Linked DNA regions of Mus musculus: all the other regions are linked to region 4. A link is a contact called in public HiChIP or PLAC-seq and promoter capture Hi-C data. All regions are on one chromosome and are shown on one strand. The core of a region is the stretch at or near the end of the contact, and the rest is flanking DNA. Distances in the headings are between cores, read along the strand shown. Region 1 holds the start of Cib3 (calcium and integrin binding family member 3). Region 2 holds the start of Ankle1 (ankyrin repeat and LEM domain containing 1). Region 3 holds the start of Hsh2d (hematopoietic SH2 domain containing). Region 4 holds the start of Zfp709 (zinc finger protein 709).

Region 1 (6,114 bases), core at 2,227-4,726, 330 kb before region 4:
CAGGCCCATCCCTTCCTCCTTTCTTTGGTTTTGGCTTTTGAGACAGGGTCTCACTTCGCAGCCTGGGCTGCCCTGGAACTTTTCACAATTCTCTTGTCTCAGCTGTCTCAGTGCTAGGATTAAAAACACATACTACAAACTACCCTATTCCATTCCCCAAGATTGTTGACTCTTCCTCCAACCCTGCTTCTCAAACCTGCTCTACACATATACTTGAAATGACACAACTGCTCTTACACAACACCTTTGTCAGTGTCTCACACAGCCCACTTCCTCATCTGTGGTTTCTGCCTTCACTTGCTGGAAACCTGTGAAATGTTAGACCTTTCTGAGCCTGATCTCACAGCTTTGACTAAATCAATGGAAAGGTTCTTGAATTTGTTCTGCATTTTCTCTTAAGGTTTTACAGCTGGAAGTTCCTTAAGGGATTTTTAAAGTGTGTGTTCATAAGTATTCCATGTTGGGTATTTTGTTACAGTGCAGGAAACTGACTAAAACACTGTGGGATAAGACTGGAGAGATGGCTCAGTAGTTAAGTGCACTGACTGTTCTTCCAGAAGATTGAGGTTAAATTTCCAGCACCTACATGGCAGTTCACACCTGTCTATAACTCCAAGATCTGACACCCTCACACAGACAAAATGCAGGCACAGCATCAATGGCTAATATCAAGCCAAGCCAAGCCAAACCAACCAACCAAAACCCATCAAGTTCTCATATATCCCTGGCTGTCCTGGAATGCTCCATGAACACTAGGCTGGCCTTGAACTAATAGAAAGCAATCAGCCCCTGCCTCCTGAGTTTTGGGATTAAATGCATGTACCACCATGCCCCGACTCTCTTTCTTGCTTCTTGATGTTACAAAATTGTTACTCTGCATGCCAGGCTGGCCACAAACCTGAAATCCTCCTGCCTTCATCTCTCAACTACTGCATTGACAAGTATGCACCACCTCGTTCATCTTCCTTACTAAAGTGGCTTTGCCTGGTGGAAAACAGAATCCATCTACAGGAGGGAGGCAGCGGCACCTGCCTTTCCAAGTTACACCTGCAGGGGACAGCAGGTCACTGCCTAAAGCCAGGTAGTAGGACCCAGGGAATAGGAGGTGAACTTGTGGACTCTGCCTGAGAGCTGCCAGCATCTGGGCACCTCACATGAACAAAGAGATATTGTAGGAGTTGGATGGCTAAGTAAGCACTCTTGCCACTAAGCCTGATGACTTGGGTTCCATCCTGTAGAGCCACATGGTGTAAAGAGAGAAGCAACTACTAAGAGTTGACCTCTCACATTGTGCTGCTTAGGTTATTGTTGTTTGTTTGTTTTGTCAATTTGACACAAGCCACAGTCATCTAGAAAGAGGGGATCTCTATTAAGACAATACCGCCATCAGATAGACCTGTAAGCAAGTCTGGGGTATTGCCTGGATGTGGGAGGGCCCAGCCCACTGTGGGTGGTGCAAACCCTAGGCATATGGTACCAGGTGTAATAAGAAAGCAAGCTCAAGAGCACAACAAGGTTAAGAGCACTTGTTGCTCTTGCAGAGGATGGGGTTGGATTCCCAGCACCCACATGGTGGTTCACGGCCATCTGTAACTATAGTTTTGGGAAATCTGATGACCCTCTTCTGATCCCTGTGGGCACCACATAGTGCACATAAATACATATATTCTGTAAAATAAATTGAAAAAGAAGGAGGAGGAAGAGGAGAAAGAGGAGGAGGAGGAAGTCCCAAAGAGCAAGCCAGCTGAACTCCTCTAGCATCTTGGCTCCAGTTTCTGCCCCTGGGTTTCTGTCTTGAGCTTCTGCCCTCACTTCCCATCATGGTGGATTGTAAGCTATAAGATGAAATGAACTTTTTCCTTACCAAGTTATTTTTGGTCATGCTATTTATCACAGTTTTAGAAACCAAACTTACACACACACACACACACACAAATGAATGAATGTATAAATGAGTGAATACATAAATAAATAAAGTCTCAGATACCCAAGCAACATGGCCTCAGAGATGAGTGTGAGCCCCTTTAGAGATCTTTATCCTCGTACCTATGAAGCTGTGTGTTCCTGAGGCAGTGTCTGGAACATCTGAGCTTCTGGTTCTTTCTTTTTTTGGGGGGGTGTTTTTTTGAGACAGGGTTTCTCTGTGTAGCCATGGCTGTCCTGGAACTCACTCTGTAGACCAGGTTGGCCCTCACTCAGAAATCCACTTGCCTCTGCCTCCCGAGTGCTGGGATTAAAGGCATGCGCCACCGCGCCTGGCTGGTTCTTTTTTTTATAAACTACGGATGCTGAGAAGATGACAGCAGTCATGACTGGTACTCTGAATGGATTTATTCAGATTGGTCTTTTTCACAGTCACAGATATTCCTCTAAGCAGAACAACCTCATTGTACAGATAGGTAAACTGAGGCACAAGGTGTTATTCAGCCTCTGCTTAGTGATGCATTGTTAGGTCTGCCAGTGTCCTCATTAAAGAAGGGACCCAGAAATGACTGGGACAGGGCCAAAGGGAAAGAGTAAAGGCTGAGGACAAGCTGGGCATGGTGGCGCACACCCTTGACTCCAGCACTTGGAAAGGCAGAGGCAGGTGGATTTCTGGGTTCCAGGCCAGCCTGGTCTACAGAGTGAGTTCCAGGACAGCCAGGGCTACACAGAGAAACCCTCGAAAAACTAAAAAAAAAAAAAAAAAAGAAGAAGGCTGAGGACAGAGGAGAGGAGGAGAAGGGAGGGGAGGGGAGGGGAAGAGAAGAGAGAGAAGAGAAGCGAAGAGAAGCGAAGCGAAGCGAAGCGAAGAGAAGAGAAGAGAAGAGAAGAGAAGAGAAGAGAAGAGAAGAGAAGAGAAGAGAAGAGAAAAGAGAAGAGGCAGAGAGGGAAGCAAGCATAGGAATCCTCCGCCTCCTGCCTCAGCCACAGTCACACACTGCCACATCCAATATGTCTGTCACCCTCAGACTGATCCTATAGATGGTAATGTAATTTCAATTTCACAAGCAAGGTTCAGAGAGGTCAGACAATTACTCAAGACCACACAGCTAGCAGGGGGGAAAAGCTAGGATGTAGACTGGGGTATGTGCATGGCTTTCCCTTGAAGGTGTTCCAGACAGAATGGCTTCTCTGTGACCTCTCACAGACCTCTTCCACACCTGTGGACACATTCAAAAGGTTGCCCAGAGAGCCAGGCTGTAACTTGAGCTTCACCAAGCTTGGGGCAACCAACTGGATAGGTGGGCAGGTGACAGCCAGGGCAGGAACATCTGCTCAAACATTATGAGCACGGGTGCTCCCGAGGAGCCACCTGTAATTTCAGTTCCAGTGTATTCAAGGCTGCAGTCTGCAGCATGGGCAACAAGCAGACTGTGTTTAGTCACGAGCAGCTGGAGGAATACCAGGTGGGTGTGTGCAGTGGATCCTGCCAGGCTGGCACAGCCCTGTTTGGGACATCAGGCTGTCTGTGTGGATTTGGAGTGTGTAGAGGGGCACAGGGAGAGATGACCCAGAGGCAGGTCTGGATCAAGCTGGTTTCTCTCCCCACAGGACTGTACTTTCTTCACGAGGAAGGAGATCATGAGGTCAGTGGGGGAATGAAGGGAGGTGACACCCCAAAACAACTTTCTAGTCACTGCTGGGCCTTTGTGCAATCTTTTTGCTATTGTTCTGTTTTGTTTGCTTGAGAATGAGCCCAGCCTAACCTCAACATTACCTCTGCCTCTTGGGTGCTGGGATCACAGGTATATGTCACTGTAGCTGGCTGCAATTAAAAAAAATATTATTGCAGGGGGGCGTGATGTGTGAGTGTGCAAATGTGTGAATATGTGATATAGTGTGTGTGTTGCAGTTAGATGACAATTTGCAGAGTTGATTTTTTTTTCTGCCCCCTTTAGGTGGGTTCTGGGACTAAATAGCTGGTCCAGCTTTCCAGTCTCTCTTTCCACCACATGAGTCTTAGGGGTCAAACCCAGGTCATCAGGCAGGTTGTTGCCATATTGGGTCCTCTTGGTTTTCCTTTTCTCTTTCTTTCCTCCTTCCTTTCTTCCTTTCTTTCACTGAGAGACAGGGTTTCTCTGTGTAGCCCTGGCTGTCCTAGAACTCCTTCTGTAAATCAGGCTCACTCTGAACACAGAAATCCACCTGCCTCTGCCTTGCAAGCCTGTACCACCATGCTTTGATGTGGGTGTTGCCTCAAGGTCAGTGGACTGAGGCAGAGACTGTTGGCTGAGAAGTCACACCCTGTCATACTGGCTGAGGTTTTGTACTGAGGAACTTGTCCTTTTACCTAAGGGTAGCAGGGAGCCACAGAAGGTGCGAGAGCCTTGGAGAGGCACACTGGCCCTTTGAGGTTGGGAGTCCACTGCAGAGCTGAGATCCAGCCCTCAGCTGTAAGTGGCAAGGAGATTGTGGGGGAGTATTGGCAGCCCTTGGGTGACTGCAGGTTCCTGGCTTGAGCCCAACAGGATGGACAGAGATGAAACTCCCATGACACCCTTCTGTCTGTTGGACCATTATCTGTGAAACCCAAGCTGGCTGCGGTTCAGCTGTGGGGCATCAGGTCGAGTCCCTCTTATGTGGGTACAGGGCATCCATTATTGATGGGTACACCTCTCACCCATCAGCCCATTGTCTGTGAGGACTACTGGAAGGTCACTTTGGCCATCACGATCAGATTACTGGTGGGGAAACTGAGGCTTGGGCAAGGAGAACTTCAGTTCCCAGGGCAGATGGACAGAGTCCTGACTGGCCCAGGCTTCCAGATTGTTAAACAGAGTAACCAAGGTTGGGAGGAGAGAGGAACTCACTGAATGGCACAAAGAGAGACAAACTGTGGGTCCTCAATATGGCTCAACAAGCAAAGATGCTTGCTGCCACACCTGAGGATCAGAGTTCAAATCCCAGAACCCATATAGTAGAAGAGAATCCACTTCCACAAGTTGTCCTCTGACTTTGACACCTGTGCTATAGCATGCACACATATACACACAAATAAGTACATAACTATAAAAATATTTTTAAAGGAAAGATAAACACTCAGGGCATTCCTCCACAGGACTCCTGACAAGGGGAGGGGATTTTTAGAACTGAGCCTCCTCTCCAGCTATTCTCAGGTATGTAGTCATGAGAAAACCCAGGGATATCCTTGCCTGAGATAGTTCCTAGCAGCTTGCAGACATCAGGGGTATCAAAGATGGTCTCTTGGAGGCAGGTGAGGAGTGTGTATGGAAAGGTTGTATGTGTGCTGGCCAGTGTTTTGTATGTTACCTTAAAAAAATCCAGCCAGAAGCAGCACAAGCCCATCACCCCCAACACTTGGGGAGCAGACGCATTAGGAATAGGAGCGTTAGTGGCTTGTCTGTCCCCTGCCCCATTGGAGGAAGCCTGCCTCCTAGTGTAGACACAGCAAAGGAAGTGGTGGCTCAGAGGGGAGGAGCAGTAGAAGCAGGATCCTGTGAGGTGATGATGGAGTGTATAGGTTATATATCCAGGTCCCTCAAACACTAGCTGTGGAATGATCAACCATTAACACCTCTTTCTTCAAGCTCCATCTTCCTGGTGAACTCCTACTTCTAAGCCCAGTACCAGTGTCCCTTCCTCCAGGAAGCTCTTCCTCCTTGCCTGGTTTCTACTTCCTTGCTCTACATTGGCCTTGTCTGTGAGGAGGGAAACAGGGGTAGCTCTTTCTGGCTCGGTGCACTCAAGATTCAGACTCATGCATGAGGCTTCTGGGGACCAGCATTTGACCTTGTAGAGCGAGTACTGTTAACACACAAGAAGAGGGTCAAATCCCTTCTGCTTCTTGGTCCCAGCCTTTCCCGGTTTCTCTTTCCTCATACCAGGCTGTTCTATCGATACCAGGACCTGGCCCCTCAGTTGGTGCCTCTTGACTACACGACCAGTCCCAAGGTGAAGGTGCCCTATGAACTGATTGGCAGCATGCCAGAGCTGAAGGTAATCCTGGGCTGTGGACAAAGAGCAGAAGCAGACTGAAAATGTCTTTACTGCTTTCCTATGTGGTCATGGGTACCTCCATCTTACAGAAAACTGGGGCTCCAAGAGGCACACATAGGAAGGACAAGGTTAAAGGGCACTCATGGGCTAGGGCATGGTGGGACTCAGACCTCT
Region 2 (5,235 bases), core at 489-2,988, 480 kb after region 4:
CACGGCTAGCCTGGGCTTCCTGCAGCCGCCGTAGATAGTGTCCTCTGGTGAAAGGTGTGACGGGTCCAGGGCTATAGCCCAGCGCCCGCAGGGCCTGGAGGAGCTGCAGATCCGACATGGGGGGCACCGAACTGTGGGGGTGCAAAGCCCCCAGATCCCCATCACCAGGCAGTACGGGTTTGTCCGTGTCCCTTGCAGTCAATGTCAGGACCTGCGGCTGGCAGTTGGGTGCTCCCTTCCCAGCTGACACAGCCCCACGGGTTACCCACAAGCCAGCCACTAGCTCCAATGCCCCCCCAGGGCGCCCGGGCTGCAGAGAGTCCTCCACTGCAGTGACAAACGAAGCATCGCTGCTGTAGTCTGAGTTCTCGGTGGCCTCAGAGCTCTGGGGATGCACAGCCACCTCTACAGCCTCCACCTCCAGCTCAGCTCTATGCACGTGCAACTCCGAATCTTGAGAAACTCCAGAAGACTCTGCTAAGGCAGGTCCTTGGCATGTTTCAGTTTCAAAGCTACCCTGGGCTACATGAAACGTCTCTGCATATAGATGTATAAATGTATGGATAAATAAGTAATCAGATATAACACAGATATAAACAGGTATGATATAGACATGATAAATGATATAGGTGCGAGATGACTGACAGGTAGGTAATTGGCATGATAGTTATGTGACCGATAAGATAGACCATGGATAGTGATTGACACGATAGATGTACAAACAGAACTGGGCCGGGCAGTGTGGTAGCCCGGTACACCCCCTCAGTTCCTCTCACCTGTGGGTTCTCGGGTCTCATCAGGCTGGGTGGGCGTGTCCAGCTCCTGCAGCACTCGTGCGCAGTTGTGGTGTCGCTGCTGTAGTGCCCAGTCCAAGGGCCTGAGCCCATCCTGTGCAGTCACCGTCAGCAGGGGGCGTCCTTAACCCACCCTCCTGCCACCCATGTGTGCCTGCGCGGGGTACTGACCTGGTCCCGCAGTGTGGGGTCACCTCCTCGGCTCAGCAGCAACTCCAGAGCACCACAACAGCCCCACGCGGCAGCCACATGCACAGGCGTCAGCCCCTCCGCGGACCTGGGATCCCCAAAGACAGAGGAGAGGTGTGCGGCGTTGGTTCCTTTCCTAGGCAGTCTCGCATAGCCCAGGCTAGCCATGAACTCCTGCTCCTCCTGCCTCAGTTCCCCGTGCTGGGATGACCGGTGCCCACTACCATGTGAGACTCTAATTCACGGTCATCCTCTTGCCTCAGTCTCCCAGAGTGCCAGATGACAGTTATGGGACACCTTGTACCCGACCTTGGAAGCAGACATTTCCATCTTAGACCTGACTGACGCCTCGGACCCGGAGCCTGACGTCCAGTGCCGCTGTCCCAAGTCACGCCTACCGCACCCAGGGACCCGGGCCGCGCCTCACCGAGCATTGGGATCCGCTCCCCAGCGCAGCAGCATCCGAAGGCAATGCAGGGCGCGCGGGTGGCTCGCTCTGGCTGCCAGGTGCACCGCCGCAGCGCCATCGTCCAACACCAGGTTGGGGTCCGCTCCGAGGCGCAGCAGCTCCTCCACAGCCCTGCAGGAGGACGAGCACAGTAGACCTCAGACCTCCTGACCACCCGGGGAGCAGAAGGTCGGGTAGCACCCGGACCCGGCCGCCCTCACCGCGCCTCCTCCTCGCGTAGTGCTGCTAGCAGCCTCAGAGCCAAGCATGCAGTATCGGCCATGTCCCATAGGAGTCACCGCCCTCTGCAGTTCAAATTCGCGCGGCAACTGTCTACGCACGCGCAGCCACGCCCACCTCTGCTTCTGGCCCCGCCCCACGCCGATCGGGATTGACTAGCTGCACCCTACGTCCGGAGCAAGCCAGAGGGACTCCAGGGTTTGGTGCGTACATCTGGGATGCCAGGAGAATTACAGCAAATTCCAGGGGAGCTGGGGATAAAGAGCGGGGCCTCTCTTTGTCTTTAACAAAACAAACTCCTGGATACCCCTGACGGACCTCAAGGTATTCAAAAACTTACAGTCATTCTCCTGTCTCAGCCAACCGAGTGCTGGGATCAGACTCCCGAGGAACAGCATGGCACAGCTGAGTTGGCTGTAGCTCTGTGGAGTAGAGCTTTGAGAGGACCAGCGAGACGGCACAGCTGGTCAAGATGCTTGCTGCCAAGTCTAGTGACCTGGGTTCGATACCCAGAACCCACACATTGGAAAGAAGGAACAGGCGGACTTCGACACGTGTGCCTGGGCCGGGAGCCTGCACAAGCACACGCACGTGTGCACATACACATTAATTAATTAAAAAATATAAAGAGCTTCATTTTCCTTATTTGCAAATGGGAGTACAGGGCTCAACACTAAGTGCCCAATAAATGCAAAGGCCAGAAAATCAAGCTGACCTACTTTTTAAATTAACTAAAGTGTGTGGGTGTTTTGCTTGCATGACCAGAAATGGGGCATCGAATCCCCGGAAAGTGGACTTGTGAGACCCCGTGTGGGAGCTGAACCCGGGTGTTCCGCAAGAACAGCTTGTGCTCTAAATGGCTGAGTCATCATAGGCTCCTGGCCTATTTTTTATGCACCGTTTGATCCAGTGCTTCCCAATGCGGGCCCTGCTAACCTAGAACTGGCCTCCTCATGTCTCAGCCGCCTGTATCAAGGTGAGCCCAACTCCCACCCACTGCCATTTTGTTTTCTATAAATGGAGAAGGTGGACAGGTTGAACCTCTGGTCTGACCTGGGGCTGGGGGGTTCCTGGGTTTCCCTTCCTCTTCTAGGGCGCACACCCTATGTCCCCATCCTTGCCTAGGACATCAGGGTTCCAAACCCTAGGCAGTGATTGCTCATGGCGAGACCACATGGCTACACAAGTTCAATCAGATCAGGATACTGAGATTGGGGGTGACAGGTGTCATCAGAACCCACTTCCCACTTGGAGCTGGGACTTTTGTGTATCTAGGAGGTCCCAAATATGACAGCCATACCAGTTCCACTTTCAATAGATCTTCCCTGTTTCTGGAGGACTTTCTGGATAAAAGAACATCTGGAGTGGGTTCTGTAGGATGAAGAGGAGTTTGGAAAGCGCAGTGAACACCAGCCTGTGGGTTACTCGGATACAGCTGAGCCTGAAGCCATACACCACTGCTTTGTTTAGTGCCTGTTTTCTGTGACATTAATAACAGGTCTCAGTGAGCCCAAAGTGACACCAAGGGTGGGCTCAGGGACCTCAGATTTTTATTCCGGTGACAAAAATAGTCCCAGGAAGAATGAATTTACAGTGGACAGAGTGGGATTGAGCATGGGCCAATAATAGTGTGCCTGCGCTCTCCTCATAGGAGGGTGCGGAGATGTCACATGTCATAGTTCACACAGTGGCTTCCTCTTCTCCAGCCTCCTCGTCCTCCTCCAGCAGGCTGTAGCTCGCGTGGGTCTGGCAGGGTCTTTGCAGCGGGTGGGCCAGCAACTTGGCCATGCAATTGTGCAGCTCCAGGGCAGGACCAGCAAGTGCTACCTCATACTTGTAGCTGGCGCCCTTGGTGTCCAGGCTACCCATGAAGGCAAACATGTCCTGTGGAGGCAGTGCGGACTGGTTAGGGTGATCATCAGTGTGGGAGGCACTGCGGGCTGTTCAGGATGATCATTAGTCCTTACAGGCCCTCCCTGTCCCTGGAGGCCTTCCCAGAGGAAGTGACATCTAGAGTGGCCACAAACTATTGCAGTCAGCAACAGTTCCCAGCATTCTATAAGCGCAGTGTGTGGCTTGGAGGCAGCTCAGTGGACACAAAACTACCTCAGAAAGCTCAATGCAGCAGGGCACATTTAAGCCAGAGGCACTCCCAATGCAGGATGGAAGGATCCTGAAGCCAGAGACCAACCAGGGCAGCTGGGGTACAACCAGAGACCCTGCTTCAAGCCAGAGCCAGAAGGGAGGCCAAGGGCAGCTCCCCACAGGAGGACTCTTCTCTGGGTTGGTGTTTCTGTAACCCAGGCTAGCCTCTTGTGTATCAGTTTCCCCTGAGACTGAAACAGTCCATCCTGGAGGAAAGCCCCTGAAGCAGGAAGGTAAACAGCTCCAAACAGCTTCCCAAGTCCCTAAAACTGAGCAGATGCACTAGGCTCCTCCCTGTGCAAACACTGTGAGACCAAACCAGATGGGACACCCTCATATCACAATCCCAGCCTCCGCCTTTCAGGTGTTTCCCTCAAGGTGAAGGGCTAGAGTCAGTGTGTGCACCTGCCTGGGCTTAGTAGGTGTGGAGGTCAGAGTACAGTCTTTGGGAGTCAGTCCCCTCCTCCCATCATGCCAGTCCTGGTTTTAAACTCAGGTCCTCAGCTTGTCTGCAAGTGCCTTTATCTGACCCATGCCTCAGTCATGTAAACTCGACTTCACAGACTTTCGATCCCTCCTACTCAAGATCACACAGCAAGTTCATAGGTGAAGAGACAACTTGGGAGGGGTTGAGAGGGGAGGATACAGCTGGGGAATGTCAGGAATAGGGCGGAGTGCTAGGGATGGTGTGGCGGGGCTGAGCCTGCTCCCTGGGCTGCCAGAGCAGCGGCCTCCCAAGTCCCAATCACCAGCTCAAAGTGGAAATGTAGGGAATGGTTAATGACTGAAGGACTGGATCAATGGCAGGGAGAGGCAGGCCCAAGTCAGATGTCCCGAGATGTCCCCTCCATTCTCTGTGGTGACATCTCACCTTCCAGCTCATATCCTCTTCCTTCTCCTCAGTGCCATTGTGGATATAAACGATGTCGAAGAAGAAGTAGGGACACTGGAACATCTTCTGCAGTGAATGAGAGGTAGGTGGGTGAGTTCTCTCCACAGCCTCTGCAATCCTGACCCTTTGGTGTCTAACCACTGCCCTCCCTTCCCTCCAGGCTCACCTTCATGGGCTCAGTCAGGGAAAACTGGGGCTGGCAGGGTGGGCGGCTGTAGACCAGGATGGTGCGCACAACATAGGGGGGTGGGATGGTTTGCACATTCTCTGTGACTGGCAGCTCGGTCTTCTGCTGGCTACAGAATGGGGAGGGCTCGGTACCCAGCTGCAATCCACCCTGACCCAGACCCCCCCTCCCAGCAGCTAGAGCTGCGGACGTGAGGGTCTGTATGTGACTTAGTGCCCCCATCTCAGCCAAGTGCCTCAGGCCCAGATCCTAGGGGCGCTACATGTTAAATAGAAGCCAGGGCGGGGGAAATGGGGCTGCAGGAGCCTGCAGCCAAGCCTGGAGACCTGAGCTGTGAGGG
Region 3 (5,869 bases), core at 2,891-5,390, 310 kb before region 4:
CTGGTGCACTGAGGCCAGAGCCCAGCTGTGCTATGCATCTACTGTGTGACCTCACTCAGTTCCTATCTCTTTCTGATCTTCAGCTTCTCAAGGTCTAGAACTAACTGATATTGGTTTGAACAGGGGGCCCCTGATCGCTCACTCAAATGCTCACTGTGGTTAGGCGTGAAGGACCAAGAAGTAGGATCTTCTAGGTAGGATGGGGGTTGTACTATGTCTTACTCTCGGGAGATGGTGCCATGGAACCACTCGGGGATCCCGGATTGGGCTAGCAGGTCCGCCTGGGTGTGCACAAACCAGTCCAGCCGAGGAGGTAGTGGTGGGGGCAGCCTCCTGGCTTCTGCCATGGCATCCAGAGAAGGTGGTCACCTAGGGGGAGGAGGGAGAGGTGAGTGTCTCTTCACTCTAATATTACAGACGGTGGTGTCTCATGCTGGGAGTCTGCCAGGTGGCCAGAGATAGGGCAATTCCTGTGGACACAGACTTGCTTCCTGGTGACTACAGTGTAGCAGACACTGCTGCTGTAGCAAGAGTGAGTATGAAGGAGGGATCAAGTATCTTCCTCTATTGCTCTGTACTATGTTTTTTTGTTTGGTTTTACATCTATCTATCTATCTATCTATCTATCTATCTATCTATCTATCTATCTATCTATCTATCTATCTATCCATCCTCTGTGTGTGTGTGTGTGTGTGTGTGTGAGTGTATGTGTGAAAGAGCATCGAGTGCCCTTAATGGCTGAGACATCTCTTCCCAGACAGGGTCTGTTACTGAACCTGCAGCTGCTCACAGAATTCCAGGATCCTCCTGTCTCCCAGACCCCGACACCATGCTAGGTGGGTGTTTGTCTTGCTTTGTTGTCTCCATGCTTGCTGAAAGGCAAATTTGAGCTCAGACCCTCAATCTCACATGGGAAGTATTTGACTGATTGAGTGGGCTTTTGGTTTGTTTTGAGACAGGCTAGCCTGAAACTCACTATGTAGCCAAGACTGGTGGCACAATCCTGCCTCTACCACTACGCACTGTTAATTCATATTCATATTGGTACTGCTGGGCTTTGGGGGTTGGTGACATAGAGCTAGAGAAGTGACCTGGTCCTGAAATGCAAAACAGCATTAAGGTTTTTTTGTTTTGTTTTGTTTTTTTTTTTTTTTTTTTTGTTTTCCCTGAGACAGGGTTTCTCTGTGCAGGCTTGGCTGTCCTGGAACTCACTCTGTAGACCAGGCTGGCCTTGAACTCAGAAATCTGCCTGCCTCTGCCTTCCGAGTGCTGGGATTAAAGGTGTACACCACCACGCCCGGCTCCAGTATTAAGTTTTAAATTGAAGGAAAACCAGCTAAAAGATCTTCTCTATGGCTCCTCAGTCACTTTCAGTCAGTCCCTAGACCTGATTTTTGCAGTCTCTACCTCCAGCTCTGGGACTTTGGAGAATGCCTTTGGCACATTGGTGATCCAATAGGGAGGGGTCTGTTGACAAAGGGTGGCTGATGCTGACCTCACAGAAAACAAACACATTCCCTCAAGGGTGTGGCCCCCCAGAGGACAGTCATTTATTGAATCCATTAATAACCAAGCTCACACTATCCCTGTCCTCTAGCCTTCCTAGTCTCTCTCAGCAGGGGTTCTACAGAGGTGGACAATCTTTGTCAAGTTCTGTCTTTTCTAGGCCAGGGACTCTGCATGATAAGGCCTGCAGTGGCAGGTATCAAAGAGTTTGGAATTAGAAGCAGATGGTCTGGTTTCAAATTCTACCCTGCACAGTTGCTGTGTGATGAAGTCACTAACTTAACTTCTGCCATTAAGAATCATTAAGGGGCCGGGCGTGGTGGCGCACGCCTTTAATCCCAGCACTTGGGAGGCAGAGGCAGGCGGATTTCTGAGTTCGAGGCCAGCCTGGTCTACAAAGTGAGTTCCAGGACAGCCAGGGCTACACAGAGTAACCCTGTCTCAAAAAACCAAAAAAAAAAAAAAAAAAAGAATCATTAAGGGGATGGCTGGGATAGAACACTATATAAATATATATATAATATATATGTATATATATATATATAATCAATGCATTGTACATCACGTAAATTGTTTATACAGCTATGAATATATAAAGAGGTGGGAGGCATCCTCTTTGTTTGTTCTCTCTCTTCCTCTCTTCTCCTCTCTCTCTCTCCCCCCCCCCCCCCCCCGTGGATTCGTTTATTCCAGGCTGGCCTTATCTTCCCACCTCCACCTCCCAAGTGCTGGGATGACAGGGCTATTCTACCAAGTCCAGTTTACACTGTGCTGGAATATACCCCAGGCTATGGCTACATACCTGTAATGGCACTTGGGAGGTAGAGGCAGAACTACCAGGAGTTCAAATCTGGCCAAGGATACACAGGGAGATCCTGAATTAAAAATGCAAAGCCAGAGGCTGGAGAGATGACTCAGCGATTAAGAGCACTGACTGCTCTTCCAGAGGTCCTGAGTTCAAATCCTAGCAACCACATAGTGGCTCACAACTACCTATAATGAGATCTGACACCCTCTTCTGGTATGTCTGAAGTCAGCTACAGTGTACTTACATATAATAATAAATAAATCTTAAAAAAAAAAGAAAAGCCAGATGTAGTGGTGTACATCTGCCATCTTAGTACTTACAGAAGGAGACAGAAGGGTCAGACGTTTCTAGGCCAGTCTCAAAACAAAACAAAAACCTGAATTTCTCCTAATATCTGGTTTTTATTTATTTAATTGCTTTTTGTTTTCAAAAAAGATTTTAATTTTTATTTATGTGTATGTGTGTGCCTCTCTGTGTGTGAGAATGTGTGTGAGTGTAATAGCCATGTGTATGCAGGTACTACTGGAGGCCAGAAGAGGGCGTTGGATCCCTGGAGCCAGATTTACAGGGGCCATTAAGCTTATGCAGGCACTGGGAACTAAACTCAGCAACTCTGCAAGAGCAGTGTACACTCTTAACTGCCGACTCTCCAGCCTCATTCTAATATTTAAAAATTTTGAATGTGTATGGGGGGGGTGACCATGTGTACAGACACGTGTGTGTGCAGCTGTGTGTGTAGGCCTGCAGCTGACACTGGCTCTTCCTCACTTACTCTTCACTGTATGGATTGAAACAGTCTTTGAATGAAGGTTGGCTGCCTTGCCGAGTGTGACTAGACAACGTCCCTAGGAGGGTCTCCCACTGCCTCCTTTCTCTTCTTTTTTTTTTTTTTTTTTTTTGTCTTTGTTTTTTTTCAAGACGGGTTTTCTTTGTAAAGCCCTGGCTGTCCGGGGAACTTGCTCTATAGACCAGGCTGGCCTTGAACTCAGAGATCCCCCTGCCTCTGCCTCTGCCTCTGGAGTGCACCACCCACTTCAGTTTACTTCCCCTTTTTATTTCATTATTCACTGTGCTTCACAGGCAGAGACAGGCACATGTTTGCCACAGTGCTCTAGTTCTGACCGTGTTCAAGCACATTGGAGTCTAGGCCTCCAGGAGTGCAACAGACAATCCTGTCCAGGCTATCACCTACCAACATGTCTCCCAGAGTGTAGCACCATCATGAAGCAGATACACGTGTCTCTAAAGTACAGCTGAACCCAGCTACATGCTACACAGAAAGGTCTCAATGTTTATTCTCTTTCTACTTCAGAACACTCCTACAAGTCTTTCAAGACTCAATACAAATGTCCCTTCCTCCAGCCAGCTTCCCTGCCTCCCCTGCTCAAACAAAACCCTGGCCACAGTCCCACCCTCTCCCGGAGCTTCTCAGTTAAATTCCTTCCTTTCTCTGGCAGCTCCAGTAAAACCCCGTGGGGCCGGAGGGGCTTTACCTCTCTCTGCCTTCCCCTCGTGGTTTTCTTGGAACACTTGGTTTCTATGAATCAGGTCTCACCATGTAGCTAGCTGAAACCAGCCTCAAACGTGTACAGCCTGCCTCGGCCTCCAAAGCGCTGCAATGACTTGTGTGGAGAGCCATGCCAGAGTTTAGCCCTTGCAATGCTTTCCTCCTCTGGTAAACCCTTCTCTCATCTTCTAGCACCACTACACCCAGTGCTGAAGTCCCAGAGCCTCTGAAGCTGGGGCATGTTGGGATGCAGGGATGCCAGGATTCTGGATGCAGGGTGCAGGATGTAGGATGCATACCTTGGACAGCTTGGGTTGTGTTCCGAAGGGCTCTTGAGCTGGCTTGAGCTGGAGTTTAAGTTTCGGTTCAGGGTCCACACGTCAGAGGGGCAGGGCCAGGAGCCTCAGTCAGTTCCTGTTTCCTCCAGCAGGTGAACAGGGTGGGACCAGAATAACTCTCAAGGCTTGAGTCTGAGGCTGGAGTTGTTCTTGCCAAGCCTTGCTCAGTACTTACTCTCTACCAACTCTATGGAATCGCTGAGACAGCTGCCGCCCTGCTTCCCAATATTGGTATTCTTCTAGTTTTTTTCCCCCTTGAGATACAGCTTTATGCACCCCAATTGGGGTGCTGAAGTAGACTCTTGCCTCGACCTCAGGGTTTACCATCATGCCAAGATTATGCATTGCTGGGGATGGAACCCAGGGCTTCATGCTTGCTAAGTGAGCTACAATCACTTTACCTACTGAGCTACAAGCACTCTACCTACTGAGCTAGATTCCCAGCCTCTTAACAGCAACCTTGAAGTAGTCATAGGTCAGGAAATGGGCATATGGCAATCAGAGAGTGAAAGGCAACAAGTAGGAGAGGCTGCTTGGGGGGGACAGGATACAGGAACAGTATGCATATACAGGACAGGGAACTGCATATGCCCCAGACATGAAGGAGACATGAAAGGACAGACTTGCTGCACACACAACACCTATCATACCTTCCTTTGCAAAACTCATTTGAAATATCATTCTACAGTCATGTTGCCCTCTAGGCCAACATCAAAGCAAGATGGCTTGGGTCTGTAGTTGCAGTACTCAGTAGCCTGAGGCAGGAGGATTTGGGGTTCCAGGCTAGCCTGGGCTAACATAGGGACATTCAAACTCAATATCCAAACTAAACCAAAGCAAGAAAGCAAGCAAGCAAGCAAACAAACAAACAAACAAAACAAACTGGAGTAAACCATAGAGTCCATCTATCTTATTCTGGTTTTTTTCTCCCTTCTGTTTTTTATTTTTCTAAAACAGGATCTCACAGCATCCTGGCTGGCCTGGAATCCACAGAACACTGAGGATGATGTTGCATCTCTGCTCTTCCTGTCTCTATCTCCTGGGTGCTGGGATCATAGAGGTGTCTGTATTTTCTGCGATACTGGGATGGGACCCAGGAGTTCTTTCACCATATGTGAGTACCCTGCCAACTGAGCTGCAGACCCAGTCCATGCCTGATTTTTCTTCTGATTTTAAAATGAACTACAATGTATGTGCACACTCTGGGTCCTGGGTGATGTGTCCCTGTACCTAACAGGCATAGCTGACTTGGCTGTAAGCTTCCTGGCCCACCCCTTCTTGCCTCTGCACCCAGTGCATTTCCGTCTTGCCTCTGCACCCAGTGCATTTCCACCTATCCTGGGTCTTTGGAATGAACACTTTCTAGGATAGAGTTGGTGCCTCTCTGACCCCTGCTCCTCTCCAGGGTGGCATAGGCTTGGGAGTTTCTGGGCTGCAAAGGTCCAACAGTGGAGGAAACCAGTGTAGGCTCTGATGATAGACCCACTTAAGGGCCCAAGGGTTCAGCTGAGTCAGCACATCTGGGCAAGTTATTGTGACTTAATTCATTGACTTTTGCCTAGACTCAGGATGAGATGTGCTTTCACTGGCGGGGCCAACTTCATAGAACTCACTTGACCTCTCCAATCCTCCTCACACTTTGTTGCGCAGGGCTGGTCCTGTGGGGTTCTCTTGTGTATGTGACTCAGTCTTGGAGAACATGAGCTGTTT
Region 4 (5,745 bases), core at 2,281-4,780:
TCCCTCCAGAGAGATAGTGAAAGAAATCAGGCATTGCAGTTTAATGGGTAAGAGCTAGAAATCTCAGGGCTAGTTCAACAAAGTAAACTTAGAATTCTCATTACAGTCATGTATGGCAGACTACATTACATAATACTAGAAAGAAGGTGGGTTGTGGCTTAAGGAGGAACTAGAGTATTGTATTAGTCAAGAAAAGGTTAGTAGAACAGAACTCCCCTGGTGCATGTTTTTTACTAGGCCCAGAGGAACAGCATAATTAGGTATTTACTAAGGGACCCCTGGTGGTGGGTTAAACAATAGATTAGAACTGCACCTGGGTGTATAGCCCTTTCACCTGGCTCCTAAGAATAGCTGACTTTAGATAAGGTTGATCTTATCTCAGTTGTAAACAATGCCTGATTCCTGTTAGCTTTTATGTATGCATTTCTCTGTAAAGAGTCATTATGCATCTTGACTTATACTGTAACCTTGGCTAATGTATCACCTAACGTCCTTGTTTTTCTTTTGTATTATAAGTCTGATGCTCACTTTGAGAAATTACATTCAGATCTAACATTCTCTGGTGTTTGTGTCTGTCACTCACCAACTCCTTGCCCAACTGAGTACCGGGACCCTGATTTCTCCCCCGGGTTGAGGGACTCTGACAGAGCCAGCCCGAGGTATGTTGGCAGCTGATAGGAATAGATACAGAATCTTGAAGCCAAACATCAGGCAGAGAGCCCAAATTGGAGAACTTCATTTTCGAGTTAAGGGAACCCCAAGGAAGAGGGGAAGAATTATAGGAGCCAGAGGGGTTGGAGATACCAAAAGAACACAGCCCATAGAATCAACTAAGTAGGGCTTATAGGGGCTCACTGAGATTGAAGCAGCAATCACAGAGCCTGCATGGGTTTGCACTAACTCCTCTGCATATATGTTATAGCTGTTAGCTTGGTGGTTTGTGAGACCCTGAAGAGTGGGAGCAGGTGTGCCTGACTGTTGCTAGATCTTGGGACCCATTTCCTCCTACTGGGTTGCCTCATTCAGCCTTGACATGATGAGAGTTTGTGCATAGTCTTACTGTATCTTGTTTTGCATGCTGTGTTTGGTTGATGTCCCTGGGAAGCCAGCTATTTTCTGGAAGAGGAATGGATGTGGGGGAGAAGGAAGGTGGGAAGGGAACAGGGAAGAGTAGAGGAATATATAAGGAAAGAAAAAAAGTTCATGGAAGGGTCTAGGAGATGGCTCAGCACATAAAGCATCCACTGTGTAAGCCTGAGTTTGAACTGTCAGAATTCAAGCAGAGCCAGAGATGGTAAGGCATATTTATAATTTTAACTGTGGAATCCAAAAAAAAAAAAAAAATTAAAGTTTAAATGCTTTCTTACTTGAAACAGGTAGAATCAAAGGCATAATTACAATAAAATCAAAACACATAACCAACGTTCAGCAGAGCAAAACAAATCTTGTGGTTCAGTGTCCAAGGTCTAGGAACTCCTATGACAAGGTGGCATTTAAAGCCAGGAGAATCCCTGGAAGCTGATGGGTCAGTTAGCCTGGAATATGCAGTAGTGAACAACAAAGACTGTCCTTTGACTTCTGTCTTAGTCAGGGTTTGTATTCCTGCACAAAACACCATGACCAAGAAGCAAGTTGGGGAGGAAAGGGTTTATTCAGCTTAAACTTCCGCATTGCTGCTAATCACCAAAGGAAGTCAGGATAGGAACTCACACAGGGCAGGAACTGATGCAGAGGCCACGGAGGGGTGCTGCTTACTGGATTGCTTCCCCTGGCTTGCTTAGCTTGCTTTCTTATAGCATCCAGGACAACCAGATCAGGGATGGCACCACCCGAAATGGGTTGGGCCCTCCCTCCTTGATCACTAATTGAGAAAATGCCTTACAGCTGGATCTCATGGAGGCATTTCCTCAAGGGAGGCTCCTTTCTCTGTGATAACTCCACTATGTTTCAAGTTGACACACCTACAGTTCTAGGGAATGCTCTTTTCTGACCTTCACAGGCATCAGACATGCATGGTATGTATACTTATATGCAGACTATACACTCATATGTGTGTGTATGTGTATCTTAAAAAAGCATACTAGTGGAATTAAAGACACAGATTAACACTAATCCAGTATTAGGTCATTTTAATACCTGTGTCCAATAGACAGGTTATCTGGATAAGAACTAGAGAAACATCAATATTCCACCAAAATATGAAAGAATATACATTCTACTGAGCAGTTCATGGAGGCTTCTCAAAAACAGATCATATCTTGGGACATAAAACAAAGCTTAACAAATTCTGAAAGGCTGAAATAACTTATGGGTCTTACCTGTCCACTGTGCAATGGAACTTAAAAATAACTGCAAACAAGTCTCTAGTAAGCATGCAAACTCACAGAAATTAAACAACTTAGTACTGAATGATGAATGGGCTAAAGAGGAAATAAAGAAAGAAACCAAAATTCCTGGAACAATATCAAAATGAAAAAAACAACAAAACCTTCAGGAACACATAAAAACAGAGTCCTATATGAAAGGAGTCTATAGCTTTAAGCGCATACATTAGAAAACCAGGAAGCCTGATTCCCTCACAGTTCACAAAGGAACCCAAAGACAGGCCAAACTGTCCATAAGCTTAGAGACCATCTTAGTACATAGGCACAGCTCATAAAATATATTACTACAGAAACTGAGTAGAGGAACTCTTAGTGGACAAGACATTTCACTTGGGGATCTCCACATACCTTATTTTCCTTCTTTCCATTTCCCCTTTGATACATAGCACCGACTACAGGCCATCTCTAACTAACTCAACTAACTAAAGGCCCACTTTTGCTTCAAAACAATAACCTCATCAGTAAAAACAAAATCCTTACCAAGCAATGTTTCCTTAAGTTTCTCTCCTTTTTTTCCAGTACCCCGGAGATGCTAGCACATCTTATATTTGGGGCTTCCCCTCTATTGCAATTCTCCTTTGAAATAGAATTTGCCCTTCATTCCACTTTAGATCAATGCCCACATCATTTCTAGGACAAAACATTTGTTATTTCTCTCGCCCCAACTACTTGTGTAGTTTTAATGAGTTTGTCAAACGGTAAATATCTAAACATTTAGGGACGTTTAGGCCTAAGAAGTACTGGGATGGGGTGGGGAAAGCAAATTCATGGATTTTTGATGTTGTTTCTAAAGACCATCAGAGGTTCTCAGGAACGTGAGTAGTAGTGGATCCCTGGCCCAGAGCCTGGAGCCCCTCGGCTCTCTGCACCGCGCACTCAGGAGTCCCAGGTGCAGACCTGCAGAGGCGAAGGTGAAGAAGACGCCGGGGTCCCGCCACCCTAGGAGCAGGGGGTCGAGGGCTTCCCAGCAGGCCTGCCTATCCGCCTCGCTCACCCAGGGCTCACCATGTCTGCTCCCAGGGCCTCCAGCGGCCCCGCGGCGGTTCCTGGGCTCGCCCGTCTCCGGGCCACGGAGGATCGATCAGTCACCTCGGGTTCTCAGCTGACCGGACAGCACCGCGCCGGAAGGGAGCGGGCGGCAGAGGCACTTCCGCCTTGTCCGCAGGAGCTTCTGAAGGGTCAGCAGACGCACGCGCTGTCCCGCGCATCCTTGCGGCTCTCAAAACTGTTCCTGCTAAAGTGTCACATGGCTAGGGAGGTTCTCTTGAGCTCGTACAGCTCTGCGGGTGTGACAGCACCCGAAAATGAGAGGGCAGGGGAGGGACTTCCGCTACGCCCGCCGGTCCCCAGGTTCTGACAGCTCTCGGTCCACCCAAGGCCTTCACCAAGGCTCCCGGGGTTGGCGACCCCTACTACCTCAGCTGCCACGACAATGCAATCCTGCGACAATCCTGGCTCACGGAAAAAGGATGGTGGAAGAGGAACTTCCGCTCTGCTCTCCGACTGTCTTCATTGGACAGTTCATACCGCTTTCTGCCTTTTGATGAGTGTTCAGCTAGTGAGGAACAGAATAAGCGAGTCCCTACCGGACTGAGGAGAACCAAAACGACATATTCCAACCATAACCCTTTCTAGCTAGGTTTCTTTTCTTGTTGAAGACCAGCCCAGATTGGTAGATAAATTCCATTAAAGCAGAAATCTCCTGGCTTTCCTGAGAGAGAATCCGTTTCTACCTGTCCTCTATAGATCTTTCTGGTTGCCGATTTCTGGAGAAATGTCTCACAGAGTGTCTCACAGAGACAGCCCTTTACCTCAGAGAACAAATGTATTTTCCGGAGAAGCAGAAAGTGTCTACCACCTGCTCGAGACCTCCATTCAGGCAAAGCCAGGACACACACACACACACACACACACACACACACACACACACACACACGTTGCTGCAGAAAATTTTTAGGCTGAATCAGTATGAAGCAAGACTAAAGTTTAAAACGATTTTTAGTATAAATTAAACAGTAGCATTACGAAAGGTGTAATGGGCCTGGAGAGATGGTTCAGCGATTAAGAGCACTGGCTGATCTTCCAGAGAGCCTGGATTCATTTCCCAGCTCACACAGAATGTATCAAGCCCGGTTCCAGGAGCTCTTAACATCTACCTTCTTACCTCTGCTAGAGAAGGCAGGTATGTGGTACACAGACATATATGCAGGCAAAATACTCCTAAGTATAATATAAGAAATGTGGCTTCCTATATTAGGGTTCTCTAGACTCACAGAACTTATGGATTGTCTCTATATTTTAAGGGAATTTATTGTAATGTCTTACAGTTGGTAGTCTAACTAACCCAACAATGGGCAGCTGGGAATGGGAAGTCCAAGGCTCTATTAGTTGCTCAGTCTCACGAGGCTGGCTGTGTCAGCTGGTCTTCTGTATAGGCTGGGATCCTGAAGAAGTAGGTTGCAACAGATGGCAAGTAAGTGTAAGCGGGCAAAGAGCCTTCTTTCAATTTCTTTTTGTAGGACTCCAGCAGGAGGTATGGCCCAGATTAAACGTGTGTACTACCATGCCTAGATTTGGAACTTGCTTTGTTCCAGGCTGGCCTTGAACTCAGAGATCTGCTTGCCTCAGTTTTCTGGGACTAAAGGTATGTATTACCTTGCCTGGGCCTAAGATTTTCACAGCCACTGTGGCTCAAGATCTCCATGTCAAGATCTGGGTCAGAAGCTTGAGTCTTCAGCCTCAAAATTTGTATCATAGGTGTGCCCTCCATTTCTGGATTGTAGTTCCCCTTACCTCCTGGGTTCTCAGTTTATTTTACACTTCCATTCATTTACCTGCAAGTTTTATGATTTGTTTTCCTTTACAACTGAATAGAATTTCCATTGTGTTTATATTGTTATGCCCAGGTCTCAGGAACCCCAGAAGAACTCTAAGAATTGCCAGTCTGATGCAATATAACAAAGAGAGCCTTAATTTATGAGTCAGTCTCAGATCGCAAGCCTTCTCCCACTGTGCAGGTTAGAAATGCAATGCCTATGTCCAGGGGCTTAGAGTATTTATATGCACACGCATAAGCAGGGAATCCTCGGGCTTTGGGGTTCCATAACAGGGGAGGTGACAAGGGGAAGAAGCATCCTTCAAACCTGCTATCTTTTGTTCAGACAGCGGGGCAGAATCATGCAGCTGGAAGTGGGGGACTCTTCTGACCTGGGAAGTAACTTTATGGTGCTATCAGGAACTAGTGTGCTTTTACAAACTGGTCAAAGCTGTCTAGGAACACTTAACTGCCCTTCTCTCATGGCCCAAGAGTGGGCCACTGTATCATTTCAAGGCTGTTTGGTCCTTGTTTCCCTCAAGGACA

Evidence for each region. Promoter capture Hi-C pulls out the DNA fragments that hold promoters and counts their contacts. HiChIP or PLAC-seq counts read pairs in DNA pulled down with a chosen protein or histone mark. Capture Hi-C pulls out chosen DNA fragments and counts their contacts.
Region 1: an H3K4me3 HiChIP or PLAC-seq map of embryonic stem cells shows a contact between it and region 4, with 2.9 times the contacts expected there. The contact joins the promoter of Cib3 here to the promoter of Zfp709 in region 4. A contact is called at or near these places in 3 of 39 promoter capture datasets (the C10 cell line, stem cell-derived epiblast-like cells and trophoblast stem cells), 1 of 115 datasets of contacts at active chromatin or transcription factors (embryonic stem cells) and 4 of 9 other capture datasets (adipose tissue, embryonic stem cells, liver and 1 more).
Region 2: a contact with region 4 is called in a promoter capture Hi-C map of adipose tissue. The contact joins the promoter of Ankle1 here to the promoter of Zfp709 in region 4. A contact is called at or near these places in 1 of 39 promoter capture datasets (pre-B cells) and 1 of 9 other capture datasets (adipose tissue).
Region 3: a contact with region 4 is called in a promoter capture Hi-C map of the C10 cell line, with 3 times the contacts expected there. The contact joins the promoter of Hsh2d here to the promoter of Zfp709 in region 4. A contact is called at or near these places in 1 of 39 promoter capture datasets (the C10 cell line) and 1 of 9 other capture datasets (liver).

Annotation. Positions count from the first base shown.
Region 1 is chr8:72,210,199-72,216,312 of GRCm38.p6, reverse strand. Cib3 (calcium and integrin binding family member 3) reads left to right here and starts at 3,476. Exons shown (of 5, transcript NM_001080812.1): 1 at 3,476-3,569; 2 at 5,829-5,940. The coding sequence starts at 3,565.
Region 2 is chr8:71,402,515-71,407,749 of GRCm38.p6, reverse strand. It overlaps Ankle1 (ankyrin repeat and LEM domain containing 1), which reads right to left and starts at 1,738. Exons shown (of 9, transcript NM_172756.3): 1 at 1,653-1,738; 2 at 1,411-1,563; 3 at 966-1,071; 4 at 777-888; 5 at 1-537. The coding sequence starts at 1,714. It overlaps Babam1 (BRISC and BRCA1 A complex member 1), which reads right to left. Exons shown (of 9, transcript NM_026636.2): 7 at 4,875-5,004; 8 at 4,688-4,774; 9 at 2,978-3,555. The coding sequence ends at 3,352. It overlaps Gm39193 (a long non-coding RNA gene), which reads left to right and starts at 1,739. Exons shown (of 2, transcript XR_870504.2): 1 at 1,739-1,874; 2 at 2,031-2,402.
Region 3 is chr8:72,187,939-72,193,807 of GRCm38.p6, reverse strand. It overlaps Hsh2d (hematopoietic SH2 domain containing), which reads right to left and starts at 4,140. Exons shown (of 6, transcript NM_197944.1): 1 at 4,121-4,140; 2 at 223-369. The coding sequence starts at 347.
Region 4 is chr8:71,879,853-71,885,597 of GRCm38.p6, reverse strand. Zfp709 (zinc finger protein 709) reads right to left here and starts at 3,530. Exons shown (of 4, transcript NM_145624.4): 1 at 3,390-3,530. The coding sequence starts at 3,392. Gm5373 (inversin-like) reads left to right here and starts at 5,079. Exons shown (of 13, transcript XM_017313040.2): 1 at 5,079-5,401. The coding sequence starts at 5,361.